Linked DNA regions of Mus musculus: regions 2, 3 and 4 are each linked to region 1. A link is a contact called in public HiChIP or PLAC-seq and promoter capture Hi-C data. All regions are on one chromosome and are shown on one strand. Each heading gives the region's core, a stretch centred on a gene start, on an enhancer-like site or on the middle of the called end of the contact. The rest is flanking DNA. Distances are from core to core; before and after follow the strand shown. Region 1 holds the start of Tmem167b (transmembrane protein 167B). Region 2 holds the start of Cd53 (CD53 antigen). Region 3 holds the start of Prmt6 (protein arginine N-methyltransferase 6). Region 4 holds the start of Lamtor5 (late endosomal/lysosomal adaptor, MAPK and MTOR activator 5).

Region 1 (6,334 bases), core at 1,235-3,734:
GTCCTACGCCTTCTATTCTAGAACCACAAAAATCTTTAGCCAAGATTTTCAGATCTGCATCTGTTGGTAAAGCATATGTTCAGGCGGATCATAAACGTTAGTGGAAATTCCGAAAGTTAAATCTCATACGGCTACACTGTTGCTATACTCCGTTGCTGAGAAGTAGCTACGTATGTTCTCTCTCTGCATGCAGATAAGGCCTTACCTTTGTAGAATACACCCCACACTCCCTTCTTCTCCGACAGCAGCCAGGTTTTGAGACGAGGTACTTTCTTGAAGTAGGCACAGGTGCAAACAAAGAGCAAACCAAACACCAGGATCCCATCCAAGGAGTACACTGTCACAAAGAGAAGGAGAGAGAGTCTTTGATGCTGCTGTGCCTGAGGAGGTGATGCTGCCCAGACTGCAGTGCTGAGGCCACCTCAACGGCAGGGCCAACGGTAAACAGGAAGGGTCCATGATCTTGGCACTGTTTCCCCAACCTGCTTGTAAAAAGCCCCTTTATCACTCCACTCCCCCGCCCTCACTACAAACTAGAAGACACACGTGTATTTGTGTGGCACTCTTGGAAGTAACTGAGGCTAGTACTCGGCTAGTCCTCGGAGTCTGAGCATACAGATTTACATATGTTCTTGATATAAATCACTCATCTGATGCAGGAAAGCTCAGTCTTTAGCCAAGATTTTCAGATCTGCATCTGTTGGTAAAGCATATGTTACGGCGGACCATAAACGTTAGTGGAAATTCCAAGAGTTAAACCTCATATGGCTACACTTTTGCTATACTCCGTTGCTATTTCAAGTACAGTACAGTTAACAAATCATATTCTTGCCAGGACAAAAGATGGGCACAAAATGGAAGACAGGAAGCACTGGTGTCCATGAGGCAGAACGATGCACCCCTGGAACACTGGTGTTAGCTAAGTGCAGCCCAAGTTACAAAGGGGAAAGGGAGCCCATATCCTGCTTCTGCTCCACACAGCGTCCTGCTGTGTAGGCAGGGCTGGCCTTAAACTTGTGGTCTGCCTGCCTCCTCCTACTCAACGCTCGGCTTAGAGGCATGCCAAATACAACCTGCAAAGCCCACTCTCAAAACAACAAAACAAAAATGTATCTGATGCTTAGGTGACACAGAAAGCTCTTAGTTCTGCTTCTTACATGTGATACCCAGGTAAGCAAAATGAATTACATAAAGGCAGATTTTATTCAGTAATCAACTGTGCCAGAATATTTTATTTCCTAGTTTACACTATGTCTTCCTCCGTTCCTTCTTTAACTTTGTGTACTATGGTAAGACTGACTACCCAGAAAGCTTCAAATGGATATTATATACAATCAGGGTCTTTGTCGGTTCCCGCCAGTTCTGGACTATACTGACTTCTTCCAGTGAAACTATTTCACAGCTAGTTCCAGTATATCAGTCAGCTCACAGACAGTTTCTATGGATGCCTTTATGTCTTGCTCTTTTACTCCTATAAGTTAAGAGACAATGCCAAAATTCACAAGGAAATGACATTTCAGTCTTCAGTGTCACGTCTATGGAAGTCTATGAGAAATACTTTCCCGAGCCTCTCCAATCATAGTACCTAGAAAAGGCTTTCTTATTTCCGTTCCTGTAAGACTGACTATAAAGGTCTTAATTCATGCTCTAGAACCTGAAAATCATGACTATAAAATTGTTTGAAGCAATCTGGAAAAATTACAAGTGCTCCATCACTAATAAAAGGCGGCTTCTAAATCCACCCTTTGCGGTATTAGCCAGAAGCTCCAGATGGAGCCACCCAACTAGGACTTTAGTCAAACGAATGAAGGCTTTTTTTGGTGTCTTTTAAATTAACAAAATAAACAAACAAACAAAAAACTTTGGGGGTTGTCTACAATCACCTCCCCCGCAAACGGTGGGATTTGATACCATTACTAAGTCCTTTCAACCAGCTTACTGTCAGAAAGTATGAGACCTTAGGGAACTGGATAACAGCTTCTCTCCCCTGGGGACTAACAACATAATTCTATAGTGAACGACCTCCCCAGCGGCCAGAACCAACTTCTAGGAAAGAAAAGAGAGTAAAGGGTGATAACGAAAAGTCAGGTGTGGCACTAGGGTACCTTGATGGGCTTGAGAAAAGAGAAACTGCAAGGAGCATCCCAGACAGGAGTTAGGGGCTCCCCAAGGTCCAGGGGGGCCGGGCTGGGAGGGGGCGGGGGGAACGGCCACGTCAGTCTAGCCCCGCCCGCCACGTTTGGTCCCAGTCCTCTACCGCCACCCTCCGCTCGGGCCCCCAGCTCTCACCGTTCGTCATGGCGGTAGTGCCCGGCTGGGGTGAGGGGTCCGGGTTCAGCTGTGGCGGCTGCAAATGCGGGGGAACCCGGCTCCCACTTGACACTTCCCGATCCGGGCCGTGGTGACGGGGAACGAGCCGTAGTACGCAAGCGCGAGAGCCGAGCGAGAGAAACGCCGAACTCAATCAGGCATAATTAGCTGATCGTCGAGCCAAAGCCTCGCCCTGCCTGCGTAGCGTCTGCGTCCCTACGTAGTGGGAGGAGAGCGTGTTGGGCGAGGCTTCCTTTGTGGTCATGGCAACCGGAAGTCCGCCTGCTTGCTCCTGTCTAATTAGACCGACTGGACCCAGACAGTGTGTTTGAAAAATAAAGGCTGTAGGGATTGCTCTGTGACACATGTTCAGTGTGCCAGAACATGTCGTTCCCCGTTGTATCTACTTGAGAACAAAACTTAGGGTTCCAGTGATTCATGACCAAGAAACAAAAGAAAGCCATCCCGTTTCCTCCAACTTATTTAGGTGACAACTGGTAGTGAAATCAGGTACAGTTCCAAGAGAAAACACTTGGGAACCAGGCTATAATGCGAAGCAATTGCACGTAAGGTGGCGCACGTGTGTATACTACAGCAGGGTCACTGTATCTTACCATACCAAGCTGAAAACGTCACCACTGTCAGGATAGTTGGACCGTTCTTGGGGACACGGCTTGTTTGTTTTGTTTTGTTTTGTTTGTTTGTTTTGCTTCTATGCTCTGCAGCAGTAATATGTGCTGTAATATCTGAAACCCGACGAGAGTTTGAGTGCTGAGGGGGATACCACAGTAGTTGCTCGGACTCCTGGGACAGCCCTTGTTAGGTGGCTTCTTGCGGAAATCTAGCCAAGCTGCCTCTGACTTTCGTAAACGGAATAAGAAACTATAACAAAAGCCACATGCTTCCGATCCTAAAGCTTTCGGTTGTCAGAAGCATTCAGACAGCTTCCTGTTTGTTAGAATGACTTTCTTTTCCTTAAATTACCAGGATAGTTTCCTTTATCTGCAGAGTTTAAGTCATGCTGGCCTCACCTCTTCAGAAATGTACCCTGGCTTCTCTGAAGATGTTTTGACTAGATGATGACAGTCTAATGGTGGGCTGGCGTGCAGGGAACAAAGCTTTAGGTTCTGCTTTGTAAACTGGGACCTTCAATTATAGACAGCTGGGTCTGCTTTTCTAGAGTCTGACTGAAAGTGCTGCACTCAGAAACCTAAGAATTCTGTCCATTCCTGCTACAGTGCCATCTGCTGGCTGTGAACCGCCTGGTTACCTAGAACAAAACTGTCAGAAGACTTGGAATGGACAGTCAAGAGGAGGAAACCACTAGTAGAGTAGCCACAGTGTTTGATGTAGGAAAGAGTACTTGAGCCGGGCAGTGATGGCACACGCCTTTAATCCCAGCACTTGGGAGGCAGAGGCAGGCGGATTTCTGAGTTCGAGGCCAGCCTGGTCTACAGAGTGAGTTCCAGGACAGCTAGGGCTATACAGAGAAACCCTGTCTTGAAAAACCAGAAGAAGAAAAAAAAGAGTCATTGAAAAAAATATACTCAAATTAAGAAATTACAGCATCAAAAACCAAAAGATATATAGAAAAACCCTAACATAATCACTAATATAATCACTTGGATTACATATGTGTGTATACACACAGGACATTCCACAAAGCAAGACAGGACTGCAGAGATGGCTTAGTGGTTGACAGCATTTGCTTCTCTTGTTAAGACCTTCGTTAGGTTTCCAGCATCCAAGTGATGGCTCACAACGATATGTTCCTCTGGTTCCAGGAGATCCTGTTGTAGAAATAATAATAAAAATTGTTCCTCACACTTAGAGATGAAGGCAAAGATCTGTACTAAAGTGCCTGGCTGACTGTGGTTAATGCCTAAATTAGAGTCAGCCTTGACAGGATTGTACTAACTGGTAGCTTCAGTATGCTTGGCCCAGGGAGTGGCACTATTAGGAGGTGTGGCCTTGTTGGAGGAAGTGTGTTACTGTAGGGTGGGCTTTTAGACCCTTTCTCCTGGCTGTAGTCAGATCAAGATACAGAGCCCTCAGCTCCTCCAGAGCCATGCCTGCCTGGACAACTGCCATGCTTCCAACCATGATGATAGTGGACTGAACCTCTGAACCTCTAAGCCAGCACCTTTGTAAGAGTTGCCTTGGCCGTGGTGTCTCTTCACAGCAATGGAAACTCTAAGACACTAACTCATATACACATTGGCTTATACACTTCACAAGCATGCATTTCACAAACACTGTCATCTTGGGTCCCAGTCCCAAAGTACACTTCAATCAATTCTGTCTAATGGCAGATATGATCTAATGTGTGCTGGTCATTCCTGATGAATAAACATTTATATCCTAGCATCCAAAACTTCATTTATCTAACAGAGCTGGTTAGCATGCTACTTACCTTTAATTATTTTGGAGGCAAAAGTAGCTAAATTCTACTTGTGTGAAGGAAATCTATCATTAAGTCCTCTATAACATTAATTTTATTACTTTGAGTTTCTTCTACATGGGCCCCACACTGCTGTTCTGGACTCTGTGGGCACACAAGCAGGCTTGTGGTACACAAATATACACACAGACAAACCACTCACACATACATAAAAATAAAACAGGCTGAGCTGGGGGAATGTCAAGTTGGAAACCAACTTGGGTGGGTGGGTGGGTGAGTGAGTGAGTGAGTTTCAGATCAGCCTTTGCCATGTAGTGAGACTTCATTTCAATAAAACAAGGGCCAGAGATGTGGCTCAGCCATAGAACACATGCCTAATGGGTTCAAAGTTCTGCGTTCAATCCTCAGTAGTGTCAAAGAAAAGAAAGGCATTCCTCCCATTCTTAGAAGTTATTTCTCGCTTTTTCTTAATACATCTGTAAACAAAATCCATTTTTCTCATTGCTAACTCCATTGGTAACCCATTCTGCTCCACGGCTTGCAAATATCACTTTTCTTTTGCATTTCTTTATTCTGTGTGTTTTTCTGTGTGTACGTGTGTGTGTGTGTACATGTAGAGATAAGAAGACGGCTCAAAGAAGTGAGTTTTCTCCTTCTACCACGAGGGGCCTGGGGACCAAACTCACGTTGTTAGGTTTAGAAGCAAGCCTCCTTCCCTTCTGAGCCATTTTACTAGCCACATTGGTCTCTTTGATAGAAAATTTGTAATTTGATATCCTATTTAGCATGAAAGATTTATATATTCTAAAAACTATGTTCAATAAAAATATTTTGGGAAAGTACTACTGTTGAGTTTGCTGGAAGCCTTGTCTCTTGCCAGAGATGGGCGTTAATCCAGGAGTTAAGGTGCCAGGAGCTCAGTGGATCAGTGGCTTCAGGCTGTTCTCTCTTGAATTTGAAAAAAGAAACTCATAGCCCACAGAGAGTGAGTTTAAAAGTTTTATCAGAGGAAGCTTAAGAGAAAGAAGGCAGAGCTCCTGGACAGCAGGGCCAAACACCAAGAAGTGGGGTACCTGCCATCAAGCTGATAGCCTGGAGGATTTTAATCACAGCTAAAACTAAGATAAGATGTTGGGGAGAGAGTGGTCACTTCAGTTGGCCCACACATGAAGTATTCAGGAATTTCCTCCTGGTTTCATGTAGGTACTCAAGCATAGTTTACAAAGCAGGAGATTCATTTAAGAGAAGAGCCTTAATGTGGAAAAAAAACTACTTGCTCTAGGTGACTGTTGTGGTTTGAATAAGAATGGCCCTCGTAGGCTCCTGTACTTGAATGCTTAGTCAATAAGGAGTGATACTGTTTGAGAAGGATTAGAAGGTGTGGCCTTGTTGGAGGAAGTGTGTCACTGGGGGGTGGGCTTTGAGATTTAAAAAGCTGCCCCACCGGCAGGCACAGTCTCTCTCTGAGTCTATGGATCAGGGCATATCTCTTAGTTCGCTAACCTTTGCCTGCCTGCCATCATGCTCCCTCCACCAGACTTCCCGACATGATGAGGATGAACAAAGATTTTGAAACTGTAAGCAAAGCCCCAATTACATGCTTTTCCTTTGTAAGAGTTGCTA
Region 2 (6,334 bases), core at 1,504-4,003, 1.8 Mb before region 1:
AGGAGCTGTTATCTGAAACTCTCATGCAGTCCATCCAGTAGACATCATATCATTTTACTACCCTAAAATGATAAAGAACTTTGTAGTAAATGGTATTATTCTACTTTCGGAGAATGGACAATCAGTAGAGAAGATTTGCATCTCTACCCCAACATAGAGATGAATGGATTATGTTGTAAGTTCTTACCTATTGCTTTTGGAAATACATATTTTCCTCTTTATCAAAACCTTTCTTCCTAAACCAAGTATCCAACCTTCCTCTTGTCCAAGAGCAGCAACCCTGGAGGCCAGCTTTATACAGGTGTCTAGTTTGACCCAATGCATACACCTAAAGTGGTAGCTAGTCCTGAAACCATCCTGAGGGCAAGTTCCTAGTATAAAGAGCAATGTCCTAAGGGCAGATGCCTAGTCTACAGAGCAACCTACAAACAGTGGATGCTTGTTGGTGTATAAAGTGCTGTGAGCTGATTATCAGCAAAAGCCAAACCACTATAACCAAACCAATATACTAGTCATTGGATAGAAACTGGAAGGAGGGGAACGGCTATAACTTCACAAAAAGCTTTACCTTTCCTTCTGATCATGTGAAATATCCAGGCTAGAAGGAATCTGTGCCCTAACTCAAAGCCACATTCAACCAAAATTATTGTATTTAAGTCTCAGACTCTGCCCTTTGATACACCCAGCACTTGTCTGTTGAGTAAACTTGCCATATACTTTCAGTTGCCTAGTAGGAAAAAGGGCTTGGTGCTTCCTGTGACCATGTGATTAGTCTCTCTTGCTTAATTTCATTTCTACCATGCCTGTGGCAGGAAGTGGGGGAGTAATACTTCTTTGAGTACATATGTAGTGCCTTGTAACTGGAAATGTTAATGGTTCCAGTCTCTATAATACATTCATAGTAGTCTTCTCTCTGAGGGAGTCTTTGGAAAACTCCTGAACTCCTGTATATTGTGTGCACTCTCCCTACTTTATAGAAAAGAGCATATTATTTTGTGTTATGTGTGTCCTAATATCTGCCCTCCATGGTAATCTCTTTGTGATTGACAACCACATCCGTTAACTTTGTGTTTCTAGAACCTGAGCACAGTGCCTGGCTGTTGGGACATTGCAGGGTAGTGGGGAATGAGGAAGCTAAGCACTAGTCTGAGGCTTCTAGGCAGTCAGAGGACATAGAAGATATCAAAACAACAGAGGTTTTCCTTTATATATTTGCCTCTTGCTAACAAAAAACTTGAAATCCTTTGAGTGGTAGTGAGGTAGTTGTGTTGGCCTAGGCTGTGAATCACTTCCTGTGAGCATAAAGATAAGCAAACATCATATCTAAAAGCAAAATAACCTTAACTGGCCCACACAGGAAACCACATTTCAGTTTGGCATCTGCTCTTAATCAACCAGTTTCAAAGCAGTGAAGATTTGGATCGAGATTGAGAAAGCAAAACATTGCTCACACAGCAGATAAAATTCTTCTCTGGCTCAATCTTCTAATAGATATGATTACCAAGAAAAGCTCCTCATGGAAAAAACTATTACTGGGCAAATTCTCCATTCTTCTTCATTTCTCCTCTGTATCAACAGTATACTGTCAGACATCAAAGGGTGCCTAACCCATGGTTTTTAACTTAGTTCACTTAGGTCACTATTTATAAACATAAGGTTTAGTAGCCTCTGAGGGTGGCTCTGACAAGCTGCAACTAACTCCCAATCATCTCCCTTGAATTTTAGGTGAGAAAATGTGGACATGGATACTTTACTTTCTCCCTTTTAGATTATAATCAAATGAGCTCTTCACAGCTCTTGGACCAAGAAAGACCTGATACAGACATTTTGTATTGACCAAAGCTTGACTATCATTTTGCTGAATACTTACACCCTAGAATGGCTTGCAAGTTGGAAACTATTACTGTATCAAGTTATGTGGGTTTCCTCTCTGCTGCACATTTTATGTGAAATTTGTCAATGTTCAAGCTTTGTGTATCACAGACCATTTAAAGTGAAGAAAGAAGCCCTTCAGATCACAATGTTTACCTTCCCCCAAACTAAGCCATAGGAATAAAATACATGAAGTACATTGCAGAACACCTATGTTGCAGGTTTTTTGTATCTATCTTATATCAAAACATGACATTCTCAGCACTAACTTTCCTTTAAAATGTTTTCAAACAAAGACAACATGTCTTCTGGCTACTGTTCTAAATCACTCTGGTTATGATTTTCCTCCCTGCTCTAAAATGAAACTTCAAGTTTTTGAAGAAAAAACAACATAGAAGATCTCCCCAATTTCATCTCATCTCACCTCAAAAACTTCAAGCATTAGAAACCACCATATACAGTAAGCAATTCAAGTGGCATAATAATGTAAGCTTATGAATACTTAGGCCCAAAGAGATATCAGAAAATAAAACACCAATTAAATCAAAGTATTTCTAGCCCAGTTGCCTAAGGGAAGTGCTGATCTAAATATTTGTAAACACATCACATTTTAAAGTTACTAAAGGGATGTGTGGAGACTCTCAAAATGCTATGTGCCTTATTAGCTGATTTAGAGCTGTTAAAAGTCATAAATCTTACCTTTTGAAGGCAGTGTCCCTCAGTACTTCAGGTAGAATTCACTGATTATCTTTTAGGTGGCCAGCACAGCCTGTAACCCAGAAGTCTATGTCTATTTGTGTAAAAGGAGAAGTGAAGAGAGAAAAAATACAATCATGCTGTGACGACAGGAAACCCAAGCGAGAAGAGTGAGGAAGTGAGACTGAGTGTTCTCTCTTAGGCTCAGATAGTCAACTGTTCCTCAGTGAACTTGCAGAGGCTTCCACTCCCAGCCTATTCTAAGCTGGTTTCTGGAAGCTAAAGAAGGTCTGACACACCAATCTGAGTTCTGGTGAACTTTACAGTAATTTGAGTGATATTTCCTGGCCATAGAACAGTGCTTCTCAATTGAAGCAGCAACTACAAAATACCCGTGGGTCTGTTTCTGTGTATGTGTCCCCACCGTTTGACCACAAACTATACTACTAAACCATACTGACCAAGCCAGCATGGTACTGGAATGAAACCATACTTGTAGATCAATATAGCATAGTAGAGGACACAGAGATAAACTTGTGTAGGATTGAATATCTACTTTTGGACAAAGGTGTATCAAAACATGAACTAGAAAAACAAAAATGCAGCTGGAGAGATCGCTCAGCAGTTAAGAGCACTGACTGCTCTTCCAGAAGTCCTGAGTTTAATTCCCAGCAGCCACATGGTGGCTCACAACCATCTATAAATGGGATCTAATGCCCTCTTCTGGTGTGCCTGAAGACAGCTACAGTATATACATATACATATACATATACATATACATTATACATATACACACACATACACATACACATACACATACACATACACATACACATATACATATACATATACATATACATAATAAGTAAACAAATCTTGTTTAAAAAAAAACTATCTTGGGTATTCTAGGTTTCTGGGCTAATATCCACTTATCAGTGAGTGCATATCAAAGGATTTCTTTTGTGATTGGGTTATCTCACTCAGGGTGATACTCCAGATCCATCCATTTGCCCAAGAATTTCATAAATTCATTGTTTTTAAAAGCTGAGTAGTGCTCCATTGTGTAAATGTACCATATTTTCTGTATCCATTCCTCTGTTTAGGGACATCTGGGTTCTTTTCAGCTTCTGGCTATTATAAATAGGTCTGCTATGAACATAGTGGACCATGTGTCCTTTTTACCAGTTAGAACATCTTCTGGGTATATGCCCAGGAGAGGTATTGCTAGATCTACTGGTAGTACTATGTCCAGTTTTCTGAAGAACCGCCAAACTGATTTCCAGAGTGGTTGTACCAGTTTGCAATCCCACCAGCAATGGAGGAGTGTTCATCTTTCTCCACATCCTCCCCAGCATCTGCTGTCACATGAATTTTTGATCCTAGCCATTCTGACTGGTGTGAGATGGAATCTCAGGGTTCTTTTGATTTGCATTTCTCTGATGATTAAGAATGTTGAATATTTTTTCAAGTGCTTCTCAGCCCTTCCATATTCCTCAGTCAAAAATTCTTTGTTTAGTTCTGTAACCCATTTTTAATGGGGTTATTTGAATTTCTAGAGTTCAGCTTAGTGAGCTCTTTGTATATAATGGATATTAGTCCCATATCAGATTTAGGATTGGTAAAAATTCTTTCCCAATCTGTTGGTGGCCTTTTTGTCTTATTGACAATATCTTTTGCCCTATAGAAGCTTTGCAATTTTATGAGGTCCCATTTGTCGATTCTTGATCTTACAGCACAAGCCATTGCTGTTCTGTTTAGGAATTTTTCCCCCGTGCCCATATCTTCGAGGGTTTTCTGCACTTTCTCCTCTATAAATTTCACAACTTCCAAAACACAAGAAAATCAAGAAGGAAGACCAACGCATGGATAATTCATTCCTCCCTAGAATAAGGAATAAAATATCCATGGAAAGAGTTGCAGAGACAAAGTTTGGAGCTAAGACGAAAGGATGGATCATCCAGAGACTGCCCCACTTGGGGCCCATCCCAGAATCAGCCACCAAACGCAGACACTTCTGCAAAATTTTGCTGAAAGGACCCTGATATAGCTGTCTCCTGTGAGGCTTTGCCAGTGCCTGGCAAATACAGAAATGGATGCTCACAGTCATCTATAGGATGGAACACAGGGCCCCCAACGTAGGAGCTAGAAAAAGTACCCAAAAGCTGAAGGAGTCTGGAACCCTATAGGTGGAACAACAATATGAACTAACCAGTACCCCCAGGGCTCCTGTCTCTAGCTGCATATGTAGCAGAAGATGGCCTAGTTGGCCATCATTGGGAAGAGAGGCCCCTTGATCTAGCAAACTTTATATGCCCCAGTACAGGGAAATGCCAGGGCCAAGAAGTGGGAGTGAGTGGGTAGGGGAGCAGGGCGGGGTGAGGGTATAGGGGACTTTTGGGATAGCTTTTGAAATGTAAATGAAGAAAATATCTAATAAAATTTAACATAAATAAATAAAGAAAAGAAAAACTAAAATGTATTGAATTAAAACTGGCAAAATTAGATAGCTACTAACAGAAGAATTAAATTAAATCTGTATTTTCTTTTACCCTTTACAAAAATAAATTCAAAGTGCACCAAAGACCTTAATTTAAAACCTAGAGCCGGGAGGTGGTGGTGCACGCCTTTAATCTCAGCCTCAGGGAGGCAGCGACAGGTGGATTTCTGAGTTCAAGGCCAGCCTGGTCTACTAAGTGAGTTCCAAAACAGCCAGGGTTATACAGAGAAACCCTGTCTCAAAAAACAAAAAACAAACAAACAAAAAAATTTAAAACCTAGAATGCTAAAACTACTATGGAAAACACTTCAACAGATTGGTATAACCAACCCCTTTTTGGAATAGAATCCCAATAGAACAGGAAATACACCCATGATTTTAAAAAATGGGATTAAAGAAAATTAATCTACACAGCCTCTCAGAAAGTAGACAGAATACAGAAGAGAATACCTTTGCCAGCTGTATCTCAAAGGGGTTTGATATTTAGAAATATAAAGAGTTGCACAAACTAAGCACCAAAAGCAAAACAAAACAAAACAAAACAAAAACCCAAAAAACAAGAAAACCTTCAAAACTGCTTATTGATGAATAGGTCAATGAACTTAACAGACAGTTCTCCAAAGAAGAAAAACAGGTGGACAACAAATATTTTTTTAAATATTGAGCATCCTCAGCCAGCAGAAAGACACAAATTAAAACTACTTTTAATCCTGGTCCTCTGACTTTTACAATTTTTCAATCCCCTTGTTCATGCTTTTTTAAAATTGTTTTATTTCTTTATATTCCAAATGTTGCCACACTTCCTGGTTCCCTCTCTAAGAGTTCTTCACCTCATACCTGCTCCCCTTGCCTCTAAAAGGGTGCTCCTCTATCCACCCACCCAGTGCCCCCTCACCTCTCCACTCCCATTTCATTCCCCACATCCCTCTTCCTTGGGGCATCAAGTCTATACATGATTTGGCACATCCTCCACTGAGTCCTCTGCTACATAAGTTCAGGGGGCCATGGACCAGCCCATGTATGCACTTTGGTCAGTGGATTAGTCTCTGAGAGCTCCCAGGGGTCCTAGTTAGTCGATACTTTTGGTCTTCCTATGGAGTTGCCATCCCCTTCAACTCCATCAATCTTTCCCATAACTATTCCATAGGGGAGTCCCTGACCTCAGTCCAATGGTTGTCTGTAAGTATCTATATCTGTCTCAGTCAGCTGCTAGTACAGTCTCTCAGATGACAGTCATGCTGTGATGACAGGAAACCCAAGCAAGAAGAG
Region 3 (6,334 bases), core at 1,471-3,970, 1.7 Mb after region 1:
AGTACTTGTATTTACAGAATTATGCAGAAAAGGATTCCAGACATTTAAATACTACAGGAATTGCTATAGAAAGGCTAATCAAAATCACCAGCAATCACTATAGGCGAAAGCTTGATTAAAAACATAGGAGACCCCAAAGGAACTTTTTAAACCTCTAAACCAAGCATTTATAAAAGATGTTAAGTATTCTGATATCAAAATATGCTTGTTTTGTGAAACTGGTGGTTTTATATTTGTATTTTTCCTTCAAAATAGAGCCCCAGCAAATTAGTTTTAATACTTTAGCAATTTAATATACAATGTTTTTAAAAAGCCAAAAACAGAACCAAGGTTACAAAAAGTGAAATTCAATAGTACTTAAGAACAGCAGTTTTCCACACCCGTTAAGTCTTACACAGCTAGAGCTCAAAACCATGTTAATCATCATTTGAGCTGTTCTGAAGCTGAGTTCTGCAGGAGCTTTGACACCAAGACAAGTAGCAGCATTATAGTAAACTCACAGACCACACACAAAACGTCTAAAGACCTCAGCTATAAAAAGTGAGAATGCCGTTTTATTTGCCACAGAAAGGAGGGAAAGGAAATATGTGAAGTAAATGTGACAATCTGACTCACACATCATTGTAAGGGAGCTCCCCAAATGCACACTGTTCACAGTTGTCTGAACTAAGAAGAACTGAAGACAGGAACTTTTATTAGATTAGAGTGCTCGCGTTCCTTTCATACAGAATTAGACCTGTGCTTAAATAAAGCCAGCACAAGAGGTAAAGGGTCCGCCCTTGGGCTAGGTTCAGCAACCTTCCCTATCAGACTGCTTTACAAGAGTCACAAAAATATTTATATTATAAAACATAGGTTTTCTCGGCTCAGTCTTGAAAGTCAAAATAAAAATATTAACACCCCATCACTATTTCACTTTCAGACCTTTTCTCCTGTCACTCTCAGAATTGCCTAGGCAGGCTGTAAAATTAAGCCATTTTACTAAGGTTCATCAAATTTAGCACTCCGTGAATTAAGCGTAAGGAGAGCAGGGTTATTTAAAATACTTCTCCTGTGCCCCACTTCCTTACTAACAATATGAACGTTAGAATATAAGGAAGCACAGGTAGGCACTCAAGACTTGAGAGAATTCCAGCTGAAAGAAACAGCTTTAAAAATCATTCTGCAAGTTTCTGAAATGTAATCAGACCATGTTGCCTTTCTCCCAGTTTCATACTGATAGGGATGGGGAGGTGTCAGATTAGCTCGTGGACCAATTATAAAAAGATCACATTTATTGCCCCCCCCCCAACCCCGGCAGTTAAACAAAAGAAACAGAAATACAAGAGTTTCTTTATACTACATGCTTTCCAGGTTTAAAAGCCCGTTAGTAAGCACACTGCATCAGTCCTTGGTCAGGGATGCTCACTTTTAAAATAAACACTGCCAGAAGAATGTCCTCAAATGAAGACTGGAGCGGTGAGGTAAAAGAGACAGCTATGTCCCCAACTTGCATAGGCGATCTCCCTTTCTCTTCGGACCTTCCGAAGAAGGTGGAGGGGGAGAAAAGGCAACGCTCAGTCCTCCATGGCAAAGTCTTTGGTCTTTTCCTCATGGTCTCCCACTTTGTAGCGCAGAAGTATGCGCAGACGCCGGGGGTTGTCCGGGGAGGGCAGCAGGGTGATCTCTCCGGAAATGTCCGTATCTTGTTCCACCGGCACCGGCTCGTTCAAGTAGAGGAGCGCCTGCTTCCAGTGGGTGGCCGGGTGAAAAGGCGAGGTGGACAGCACCAGAGGTTTCTCCGAGTCCCCTCCGGGAAAGGTCACTTGAAACCAGACGGCGAAACCATGTAGAGGCGCGGAACCATAGCAGCTGCAGCGGAAGCGCCCGCCCACACCAGCCTCCAGCTCCTGCTCCAGGCCGGCTCGGGCCAGCTCGAGCTGGGCAAAGCGCTGCGGCCGGGCCAGCACGTCCTCTCCGGACAGATCCTGCACCACGATCTCCGAATGGCCCATGAGGCAGCGCGTGGCGAAGCTCTCCATGCAGCTCATATCCACGCCATAGTGCTGCTTCACCTGGCTCCAGAAACCCAGACGCCACTCGAGCATCTGGTCGCTAATCGGGGCCACGAAGAGCTCCGCGGAAGCTGGCAGGAGGAGACCGCCCTCCTTCAGCCATTTGGTCCGCGCGTGGAGCACGGAGCTCAGCATGGACTCGTGCAGAAGTCCGTAGCCCATCCACTCGCTGACGATGGCGTCCACTCGCTCCGGCAGCTCCACGGTCTCCACCGGGCCCGGCAGGACGTGCACGCGGTCCTCCAACCCGTTGAGCCGCACCACCTCCCGGGCCTGTTGCCAGATGGCGCTGGCCTCCACCGCGTACACGCGCCGTGCCCCGGCCTGGGCACAGAAGATGCTGAGAATGCCGGTGCCCGCGCCCACGTCCAGCACCGTCTTGCCTCGCAGCGCGGCCCAGTTCTTCAGGATGCCTAAGCGGTAGGCTTCGGTGCGGACCTGGTCGGCGATCATCTCCTCGTGGACCGAGACGTCGGAGTAGCACTCGTAGTACAGCTGGTCCCGCTCGCTCTTGGTCCTCCGGGGTCGTGGCGGGGCCGCCTCCTGCTCCCCGCCATTTTCCTCCTCGGCTCCCTCCCCTCCGGCGCCGGCGCCTCCGCTGTCCCCCGACTCAAGCTTTCTTTTCTTGCTCAGCGACATCTTGGCCCCGGCAGCCGACCCCCAGCATTCGTTGCGCGGTGCGGTGCGCAGGCTCAGAGTCCCCGGGGCCTGCTGGGATTCGTAGTCCGCTTCCTGCATCCCGCTTCCTGAGGGCAGAGGCTCAACCAGAGTCAATCTTGGCACACCGTTATTTTCCTCTAACGCCATGACAAGTTGTTCTCTAAGACCACACTATTTTCCCGAGATCCTTTCAGTTTTTGCCCTTTCCTTTTACCCCTTGTCAGGGTTCTCTAGAGTCACAGAACGTATGGGTAGCCTCTGTAGAGTAAGAGAATTTGTTGATGACTTACAATCTGTAGTCCCCAAAGATGGTCAGCAGCAGCTGTGAATGAAAATCCAAGGATCTAGCAGCTGCTCAGTCCCACACGGCGTCCTGGCAGAAAAAGTGAGTTTTCCTTCTTCCAGTGACCTTATGTAGGCCTCCCGCAGGTGTGTCCCAGAATAAAGGTGTGTATCACCACTTCCGGATCTGGGACTTCCTTTTCCCAGGCTGACCTTGAGCTTTTGTCTCAAGTTTCCTGGGATTAAAGGCATGTACTACCTTGCCTGAGGCTAAACTTTTCATGGCCATATGCCTCAAGATCTTCCTGCCAAGGCCGGGCGTGGTGGCTCACGCCTTTAAACCCAACACTTGGGAGGCAGAGGCAGGCGAATTTCTGAGTTCGAGGCCAGCCTGGTCTACAGAGTGAGTTCTAATACAGCCAAGGCTACACAGAGAAACCCTGCCTCAAAGAAAAAATAAACAAACAAAAAAACCTCCACTCGGTTCAAGTCAGAAACCTGTGTCTTTCAGCCTCAAGATCACAGGTGAGTGAGCCTTCCAATTCTGGACTGTAGTTCACTCCAGATATAGTCTAGTTGATGATAGCCAGGAATAGTCACTACACTCATTTTTACACATTCTTGATGTAGGCACACCACTTACAGCTACAAGTCTATGTTTCCCTCACAGGACCTCCCCCGCCCCCCACTACTGAATTATGTGGCACAGTTCTTGTCCCTTCTCTGACAGTTGTAACTCACCAAACTCTCTGTTCTAACCAGAGTTAGGATACAAAGAATATGTATGACGCAAAGTGAAAACCAAATAATACAAGATCTTGATTCTGAGTCCAAAGTGATCCCTGAGGTACGTTAAGCTCCAGGGCAAATACTGAAGAAGTGCTGTGGCCATGAAATGTATCAGCCACCACTGTGTCTCTGGAGAATAGTTTACTTGGTCTTGAGTCCTGTTCTGAAACTTCTGTAGTTCAAACTAAAGAACAATTAACATCAAGGGTATGATATTCTCAAACCCATTTCCAGTGTCTTTGGTGACCAGCTTATATATACACATACATACACTTAAATCTATGTATCTGTGTAAAAACACTTGCTTGGAGAAATGGTGAAACTCATCTCTTTTGACTTCTTTTCCAATGCAATTCACTTTTAAAAAAAATTCTGCTATATCTCCTTTTAAAGCCAGAATTGATACCCACAGGCTCAGTTATTTTATTTTTTCTGTTAGTCAAAAAGAAGCTTGGTTAACAATAAATTAATCTCTTCATTGGCCATAACATAAAAACAATAATTTAAAGAATGTGTACTGGTATCTGGAACAGGAGCAATGGACAGCACTGGCTGCTCTTCCAGAAGACCCAGGTTAGATTAGAATATCCACATGAATGCTCTCAGTTGGCTTTAACCGCAGTCCCAGGGGACCTGTTGCCTTCCTTTGGCCTCCAAGAGTATCAAGTATGTATGTGATGTCCAAACATAGAGACAAAAAAAATAAAATTAATAAATGTAAAGATGTTAAACTACTTTCTTATTAAGAATAATATTTTTCAAGCTTAAAAACTGATCACACAAAAGAAAATGGGCTTTTAGCGTGTGTGTGTGTGTTAAAAATACTTAACTACATTAAACTTCTAGGCAACAGAATTTCTTCCCCTTTTCTCTCTATCAGTGTCGCTAATGAAATTGGTTTATTAATGTGAAATCCTCAGCTGTACTTGTAATCTCAAGGCTCCCAGTCCTGGCTCATTAGAACCCTCCATGGAGCTTTATTGAAATACCCATGCTAGGGTCCACCTCAACCCAGCTAAATGAGAGCCACTCAGGGGAACTCGGGCATCTAGTTTTTAAAGCTGCTGGGGAATCATAATGTGAAACCAGATGATTATGGCTAATTTTGATTTAATTAAATCTTATATCATTATTTTCAATAGTCAGGGCTCAGCAACCTATAACTGAAAATCCATAAAATAGGTATTCTTCCTTTTTACCTTGGTTTCTTATCTTCCGTTAATGAAGTAACGCCTAGAAGAGCACATGAGATTAGTTATAAATGTGAGAATTTGATAACACACAATGAGCTTTCCCTTAGCCTATACTTCTCTTATTCTGATCTCAAACCGCCAGCTTCCCTTTTGGGTGTGTTTAGTGTTTCACTTTTGAAGAGTTAATTAATTAATTAATTAACTTTTGCTATTTTGCTTGTGTGTTATAGGATGCTTGTAGAGGTTAAAGGACAGCTAAGGAGGTTGGGGCTCTCCTTATAATGTGGTACTTGGGATCCAACTCCAGTTGTCAGGCTTGGCTGTAAGTGTTTGTCCTCCTGAGTCATCTCCCTGCCCCAGAATGTGTTTATTATAAATCCAATTTTTAATTTACTTCTTTTTAGTTTCTTGTAAAAAAAATCTTTAAATAAAAGTTTGTCAGTTCATCTACTTTTTCACACTTCTTACTACCAAAGTCCAATTCTACAGAAGATGAAGGTGTCTTTCTAGCCTGGCAGTCTCTGATGGAATCTTACTGCAGCTAGCCACACCCCCAACTAACCCATTCTCCATATAATTGCTAATATGGGTTTTACGAAAACCCATATAAAATCACATCATTAGCTTTAGGGGTTTTTCTTTCTCTGGCTGGGAGAATCAGGTAACCTCAGATTACTTCCCTTCCCAACCTATTCTTTCCCCTCCTATACCCTCCCTTCCCTTACCATGCCATCCTATCCTTTCCTATCCCACCCCTTCCCATCCTTTCCCTTCCCATTCTTTTCCACCCCATCCCTTCCTATCTCACCTCATGTCAGAAATTCTAACTCCTCTGGTATCAAGATATACTGCCCATTTATACCAATACATCTTTTCTGGGTCACATACTCAGGAATAGTCGAATTCTGGAAAAGAATTCTCTCATCACTTTACATCAATGGTTTCAATGTGATTGGCCTTTCTTAGTTACGTGGTGTCTGTTCACAGCAGTAAAACCCAACCTAATACAGAAGTTGGTACCAGGGATGGGGGTATTGTGTGATAGGCCTGACCATGCTTTTGTTTGGAAGAAAGTGGATTTTGGGACTTAGGATTTGGAAACCAGCAGAATGCTTTAAATGGGGGCTTAATGGGCTATCCTAGTAGGAATAGTGGGAGACTGAGAGTGATTTGAATTGTGCAGACCTGGCCCCAGAGGTTTCAGTGGAGAATTTCAATATGTGGCCTGCAAACTCTTTTTGTTGTATTTTGGTGACGAGTTTGGCCACTCTTTGCCCTGTCTAAAGAGTCTACCTGAGGTGAAGATAAAGAATCTCAGGTTAATTGCATTGACAAAGGAAGTCTCAGAGATGCCCA
Region 4 (6,334 bases), core at 2,731-5,230, 1.3 Mb before region 1:
GGAGGAATATGTTTGGTGGAGGTGTAGTCAGGTGTGGAGGAAGGGGGGTTCCTCTGCTGGCCCATGCTGAGGTATCCTTTCCCCCTGAGCCGCACAGCCACACAACAGACAGTATAGTATAGAACAGTTTATTCAGGGCATGGGGAGGGGAGTTGAGAGGTAGTAGAGACAAAGAAAAGCAGAGAGACAGAGTAGAAGAGAAGAGGCTAGAGCCATGACATGTGGTGGTGGTGGGGTGGATGGGGAGAGAGGGAGAAGGGGCAAGAGGACAGAGTGAGAGCAGGGAGGCAAGAGAACAAGAGGGAGGAGGGGGCAAGTAACCCCTTTTATAGTGAGTCAGGCATACCTGGCCATTGCCAGGTAACTGTGGGGCGGAGCTTAGACAAAATGCTAACACAGCCAGCTGTTTCTCCGTGGGCCTCACATGGGGAGATGGAGAAGGCATTCTATCCATTTCTGCTAAGTAAACACAGAAAAACTCCAACCCATCGAGTCCAATGCTCTGATATGGGTGCTTGGGATTTCCCGCCATCATTCCAGAACCAGCTCCCAGCATTCAAAACTGGAGGAGTCATCAAGGACCCTGAATGCTAAAGAAAGCAGAAAGCGTTGCAAAGCTGACATCCCCCAGAAGCACCACCCTAGTTCCCAGCACTTGGCTGCTTACATAGCTTTCCTTCCCCTCAACCCAGCTGTGCAGGACCAAAGGAAGCGAGACAGAGAGACAACAGCCTATCCCCGTCACTTCCCACACATCAAATCCTCCCTCTTCCTGATTTCTTCTCTTCCCCTGAAAGGCCTAGCTTAGACCTTAAGAAGCTGTAGGCATTCTGAAAATCTTTTAATCATTTTTCTGGCTTTGAGATTATTTGATATACCCTGGAGACCTATTTGACAATACAGGAGCCAATGTTCACTCAAGGGACTGAGTACTTGAAATGTGGTCGGTCTGAACTGCAATGTGACAAAGTGCAACTAGACTTCATATTTTAAGGACTTAAGATGGGAGAAAAATAATGTATTTTTTAAAAGTAATTATATATTGAAATAACTTCTTAGATACACAAAATCATGTTAAAATTAATTTCTTCTGTTTTCCTTATGTGGCTCCCAGGTTATTTAAAACTACAAAGGGGGTTCACATTATATCTGTTTGAATAGTAATGTGGAGGTTCAGAAAGGCAGAACTGGGCTAAGGGTAAAGCTCAGGCATAGAGTACTTACCTAGCCTGAGTAAAGTCCTAGGTAAGCCAGATGCTTGGCGCTTAACAGAACAAGACAGAATGGTCAAACCAAGCGGTCTCAATTCAGTAACATTTTTACCACTTGAGACCACAGGGAGGCAGAGCTGATACTGTTCCCTTAGGCATAGTGTTAGCTTTCTCTTAAGACAACTGGGGCAAACTTTACTTTGAATAGTATCTAATAGGTTTTTAAACACCTAGCCCAGCCTCCCAAGTACTGGGATCATCAGCATGCTCTCTGCTACGCAGCTCTAACGCTATCTTTTAAGGGTATCTCTAGAGTGCTGTTCTAAAATCTGAATAGCCCACATTGTGTTACCTGATAACTCAGGTAATTTCTCCAAAGCCCAAATTACACCCCATAAACTGGAATCCCAAGAAAGTTAGAATTCTAGAGCCAGGAGCTGGGGAGATGTCTTAGTCAGCATTCTTACCTTGCAAGCATGAAGACATGGGCTTGGTTTCCAGATCCCATGGATAACTGCCTGGGGCATGGTGGCACACATGTAATCCCAACATTGAAAAGGCTGAGATGGGTTGGGACAGGGAGATCCCTGGGGAAGCTGGCCAGTCAGGCTAGCCTAATCAAGCCCCAAACTATCGATAGACCCTGTCTCAAACAAAAGAGTTTAATGGCACCTGAGGAACAAGACAAGGCTGACCTCTGACCCCCAACTGCACATGCACATACGTGCATGAATATCTGCAAACACACTGAATCCAAGTATACACATGCATCAAGACACACATGAACATACATACAAACACACAATTCTGGAAGCATAGCCAAATATGGGGCTCATATTAGAGCATTAGAAGGCTGAGGCAGGAGAATCACATGTTAGAGATAACCCTGCACTGTAAAGTTAAAAAGTAATAATAATTCTGCGAGCTTCATTTTAACAATATGGTGAATGGTGAGCGGGTGGCTAAGCCTTGGCCTCTTCTATTATGGGCACCAGATCAAAAAACAGACTGAGTAAATGCCAGAGATCAGATTGCTAGAGGAAGCTAAGTGCAAGGCACGCTACACAGGAAGGGGTAGAGATGAGCCATGGACACACCCTTGTTTTCATAAACCCTTCTTCATGTAAATAATATATATACATATATATATTTTTCTTGAAAATGACCATAACTTTTGACCAAACAATTCTATTTCTAGTAATTAACCATGAAGAAAAAATTTAAATGCACAATATTGGGCTAAAGAATATTCAACCAGCACAGAACCTGGTACCACCAGGACAGAGGGTAGGGAGGGGACACAAGAGCAACTTAATTGGTCACTAATGAACAGTAAGTTCACTTTAGGTGTAGCTATGATAACAAAGTTGGTGTGTTTTGCAACTATTACAAACAAAGTAAATAAAAACTTACTGTCCTGAAAAGGTATTTATAATAAATTCTGTGAAGAATCCCTGCTACATAATTCAGAATTGTATATATAGTATGTATATTGATTTTGCTTTTAAAAAACATTTCTCTACAGAGTGAGTTCCAGGACAGCCAGGGCTACACAGAGAAACCCTGTCTCGAAAAACAAAAAAAAAAAAAAAACAAAAAACAAAAAACAAAAAAAATTCAAATAATACATTTGCAAAGATAGCCATATGGAAAAGATAGTCTCCAAAATATCCTTATCAAACTATCATCTCTTCACAGTAGGACTATGAGTGGTTAGTTTATTCTAAAGTTTTTAAACCCAGGCATGTTGGTGTAATCCCAGCACTTGGGAAGTAAAAGCAGAGAGATCAATACTTCAAGGCCAGCCTCGGACACACTGCAAATTTGAGGGCAATGAGGGGTATATGAGATACTGTCTCTAAAACAGAAAAGGGAATAAAAATTTTAAAGCTCAGTTATTTTAAAGTAATAATACACGGTCTTCACTAACACCTAAAACTTAAACCTAATTTCTTCCCCCTAAAACTTCCCATGACCTAGCTATTAGAAGTATCAATGCAAATTAAATATGGCACATGGCAGTAAATCACAGGACAAAGGTGGGAGAATTCGAGGCCAACCTACGAGAACAAAGAAGGTACCAATGTTAAGATTCTGACACTTTCCCAGCACGCAGTTTGGGGTTTCAACGTGTGCCATCTCTTCCTTTAGTCCCGTGTGTGCACCCCTCCCCATCGGCCCTGTGTGATAGGTTACTTCTCCTCCGATGTTGGTGAAATGAATCAATTTAAACCAGAGTAGATGATGTTAAAGGCAGGTTTATTGGGAAGCTGCCAGCCGGTGGGTGAGTTCACTGGCCCCAAGGACCAAGGCCAGCGAAGTTTCCTGGGAAAGGAAGGAAGAAAGAGAGAAGGGGGAATGTGTGCAGAGAGAGAAAAGGAGAAGGAGACCAAAATGTCTGGATTCTATAGAAAGGAGCCCTATAGAAAGGGAAGGGCAGCCCAGCCCCTGGGCTGGAAAGTTCAGGGTTGGGGGCAAGGTATGCCAGGTGGGAACTGAGGGATGCAGAACCTGGAGGCCAGTTCTGCTTTGATAGGTAAAGTATACACCTCAGCCTCTTGACCTAGGGTCAGAAACTGAGCACTGTCTTCTTAGCGATTGGCCTATTGCATAGATGAGACCATGCCAGACCTGCTGGTTACTTTAAAATTTAAACCAGGTCTACGTCTGGTTAGGACTGGAAATTGCTTGAACCAAATCCAAAGGTTAAAAATCACTAAGTCCAAGTGCTAGGTCAGGAAAAGGCCCTGAGGCCCGACTACAGATTGCTTTGAAGGCCCAGCACCCCCAATCGAAAGCCAGCCATCACTGGTCCTGTGGTAGTAGCTATGCCTTTTCGTAAAGAGCGCGGACGCGGCGCCGCGCTGAATTTCGTCCCTCTGGAGACGCCGTCCAGGCGCCCGCCTCGGTCAAGTCACGTGATCGAGGTTTGCGGTGAAGGAGGAAGTGTTTTGCTGCGGGGTCCTGGCCTGGGGCGGACAGCCTGCGGGATGGAGGCGACTTTGGAGCAGCATTTGGAGGACACGTGAGTAGTGCGTGCGGCCGGTCCTGGGCTCCGGACAGGGGAGCTGGAATGGGACAGCGGCATGGACCGCGAGTGTCTGCGGAAGCGTTTGGGGCACTCGGGGCGGCGAGCGGGTGACTTCTGCCTACGGCCGGGCCGCTCGTTACTGGGTAGTAAAGTTTCGTTAGGCGTGTTCGCAGAATCGAGTAGCTCTTGAGAAGTTTGGGAAACGGATTAAGTTTGGGGAAGGATGCCCCGGGTGTGCTAAATCGAGCCCCCGCAGTGCCAAAGCACTTTCACGCACATCTTCCCGCGTTTGTGGCCCGTCAGTTGCTCAGCGCTTGTGAAGTAAATATATCCGTAAAGTTTTTCAGCTATCTCTGTAAAATTTAAAATTGGGAGGTGTAAAGTGGCTTACAAGAAGACACCTCCTCCTTGAGCTTCTTAATCCCCTCCAGGAGCAATTCCCGTTACTGAGATTTAACAGTTGTCTTCAGGAGTTGCAGTCCTAGAGCATGCTTCTATACCAAGGACAGAGCCCTAAAGATAACTGCCTTGTTTGTGTCTTTGTGAAGCAGAGGTGCCTGAGAAAATGGTTTGGGTTTTGTTTTGTTTATTTAAACAACTCACAGTTTGTCCTCTGAAAGGGGGCGAAAAAATTTAAGGGCTGATTTGAAGTGCTTAATACTCGGTGCATAGAAAATCTGTTTTACTACAGTAATTTGAAATATTTTCTTCACATCATCTGGTTCATCTTTCTTGTGCTCCCAAAATTAGAATGAAGAATCCATCCATTGTTGGAGTCCTATGCACAGATTCACAAGGACTTAATCTGGGCTGTAAGTGTCTCCTACCAGCCTCCCTTTGAAGTTCTGAGAGCCTTAACTTACACTGCTACTATTTTCTAGCTTTTATTCCTGTTACCTTTAGGGCATAGAGACTATCTCCAAGTAAGAGTAGATGGTTGAAGCCTTTCAGTTGCATTTTAAAGGCAGAAATGTTCCTCCCAGTTCTACAACTGTTCCTACTAAAATGGTTTTGAATAAATTTTAAGTGGTCTAGAAAAGGGCTTTAGATAAGGACATCTTTACTGAATGCATTCCCTGTGCAGGCACAGTCAGGCTACACTATTTCCTTAATTGCCTCAATAACCCTGAAAATGGATGATGCTGGCTGCTAGTCCAGCCACTCTCAACAGTAAGTTATTGTCAGTAAAAATAGGGATTTCCTAGTTAGACACGTCTGACTTCAACCCCATTCTCCGATGCTGTCTGCTAGCAACATGAGTGCCGAACAGAAGGAGCCTCTTGGGGCTTCAGTTTCTTCATTGGGTTATTTTATTTCATACATACATTATGTGTGTGTTGTCTTAAGACATTTTTTTTTAAAAACTTATTCTACGTGGCCCTGGCTGTCCTGGAACAAACTTTGTAGACCATGCTGGCCTGTAACTCACAGAGATCTGCCTGCCTCTATCCCTTGAATGCTGGGAACAAAGGTGTGCATCACCATGCCCAGCCAGGCACTATTCTTAGTGTTTTCATTATAAAACGTACATAACCCCCCTTCCTGCCCCCCCCCCCCCACCAAAGCCCTTTATGGTCAAGAAATTTAGCAAGCTTAAAAGTACCTTGCCCAGGGTCAAACACCTAATGAATGGTTGAGATAGGATGTTTTTAAAGCTGGCTCCAAAGCTTAAAACACCCAGTACAGAACCAAGATGTGTTTGTGTGGTGTTCAATAAATTGTAGCAATTACAGATAAGGAACTAAGTCCAGAAAGGTAAATAGCTAAAGTTAATTAATGTCAGAAACTAGTAAACCCAAGAATCCTTATAACTGATGCAGGTTTTTTAGAGCTCTGATCTTTTGCTGGTATGATACCTGACAAAAGTAATATAGTTATGTCTTATACAAAAAGCAGCCATTTGGAACAAAGGTAAATTTTTTTGAAGCATTTGCCAAGTTACTAATGAAAACTCTTTAAATGCAAATGTGGAGGAAAAAAAAAAACTAAGTAAAACCTTCAAGGTGCGAAGTTGCTATTTCCAATAGATTTCCGGGCTGCACTTTGGCCTACGGATTTTTTATGTAGTAATAGTCAATCCAGAATTTCTGCC

What was found. Promoter capture Hi-C pulls out the DNA fragments that hold promoters and counts their contacts. HiChIP or PLAC-seq counts read pairs in DNA pulled down with a chosen protein or histone mark.
Region 2: a contact with region 1 is called in a promoter capture Hi-C map of pre-B cells, with 2.6 times the contacts expected there. The contact joins the promoter of Cd53 here to the promoter of Tmem167b in region 1.
Region 3: a contact with region 1 is called in a promoter capture Hi-C map of pre-B cells, with 4 times the contacts expected there. The contact joins the promoter of Prmt6 here to the promoter of Tmem167b in region 1. A contact is called at or near these places in 3 of 39 promoter capture datasets (embryonic stem cells, liver and pre-B cells).
Region 4: a contact with region 1 is called in an H3K27ac HiChIP or PLAC-seq map of microglia, with 11 times the contacts expected there. The contact joins the promoter of Lamtor5 here to the promoter of Tmem167b in region 1. A contact is called at or near these places in 3 of 39 promoter capture datasets (liver and pre-B cells) and 1 of 115 datasets of contacts at active chromatin or transcription factors (microglia).

The regions. Positions count from the first base shown.
Region 1 is chr3:108,559,982-108,566,315 of GRCm38.p6, forward strand. Tmem167b (transmembrane protein 167B) reads right to left here and starts at 2,485. Exons shown (of 3, transcript NM_026198.2): 1 at 2,290-2,485; 2 at 206-337. The coding sequence starts at 2,299.
Region 2 is chr3:106,787,396-106,793,729 of GRCm38.p6, forward strand. Cd53 (CD53 antigen) reads right to left here and starts at 2,754. Exons shown (of 8, transcript NM_007651.3): 1 at 2,572-2,754.
Region 3 is chr3:110,248,279-110,254,612 of GRCm38.p6, forward strand. Prmt6 (protein arginine N-methyltransferase 6) reads right to left here and starts at 2,721. Exons shown (of 1, transcript NM_178891.5): 1 at 247-2,721. The coding sequence starts at 2,693. The coding sequence ends at 1,557.
Region 4 is chr3:107,274,878-107,281,211 of GRCm38.p6, forward strand. Lamtor5 (late endosomal/lysosomal adaptor, MAPK and MTOR activator 5) reads left to right here and starts at 3,981. Exons shown (of 4, transcript NM_026774.2): 1 at 3,981-4,236; 2 at 4,993-5,054. The coding sequence starts at 4,040.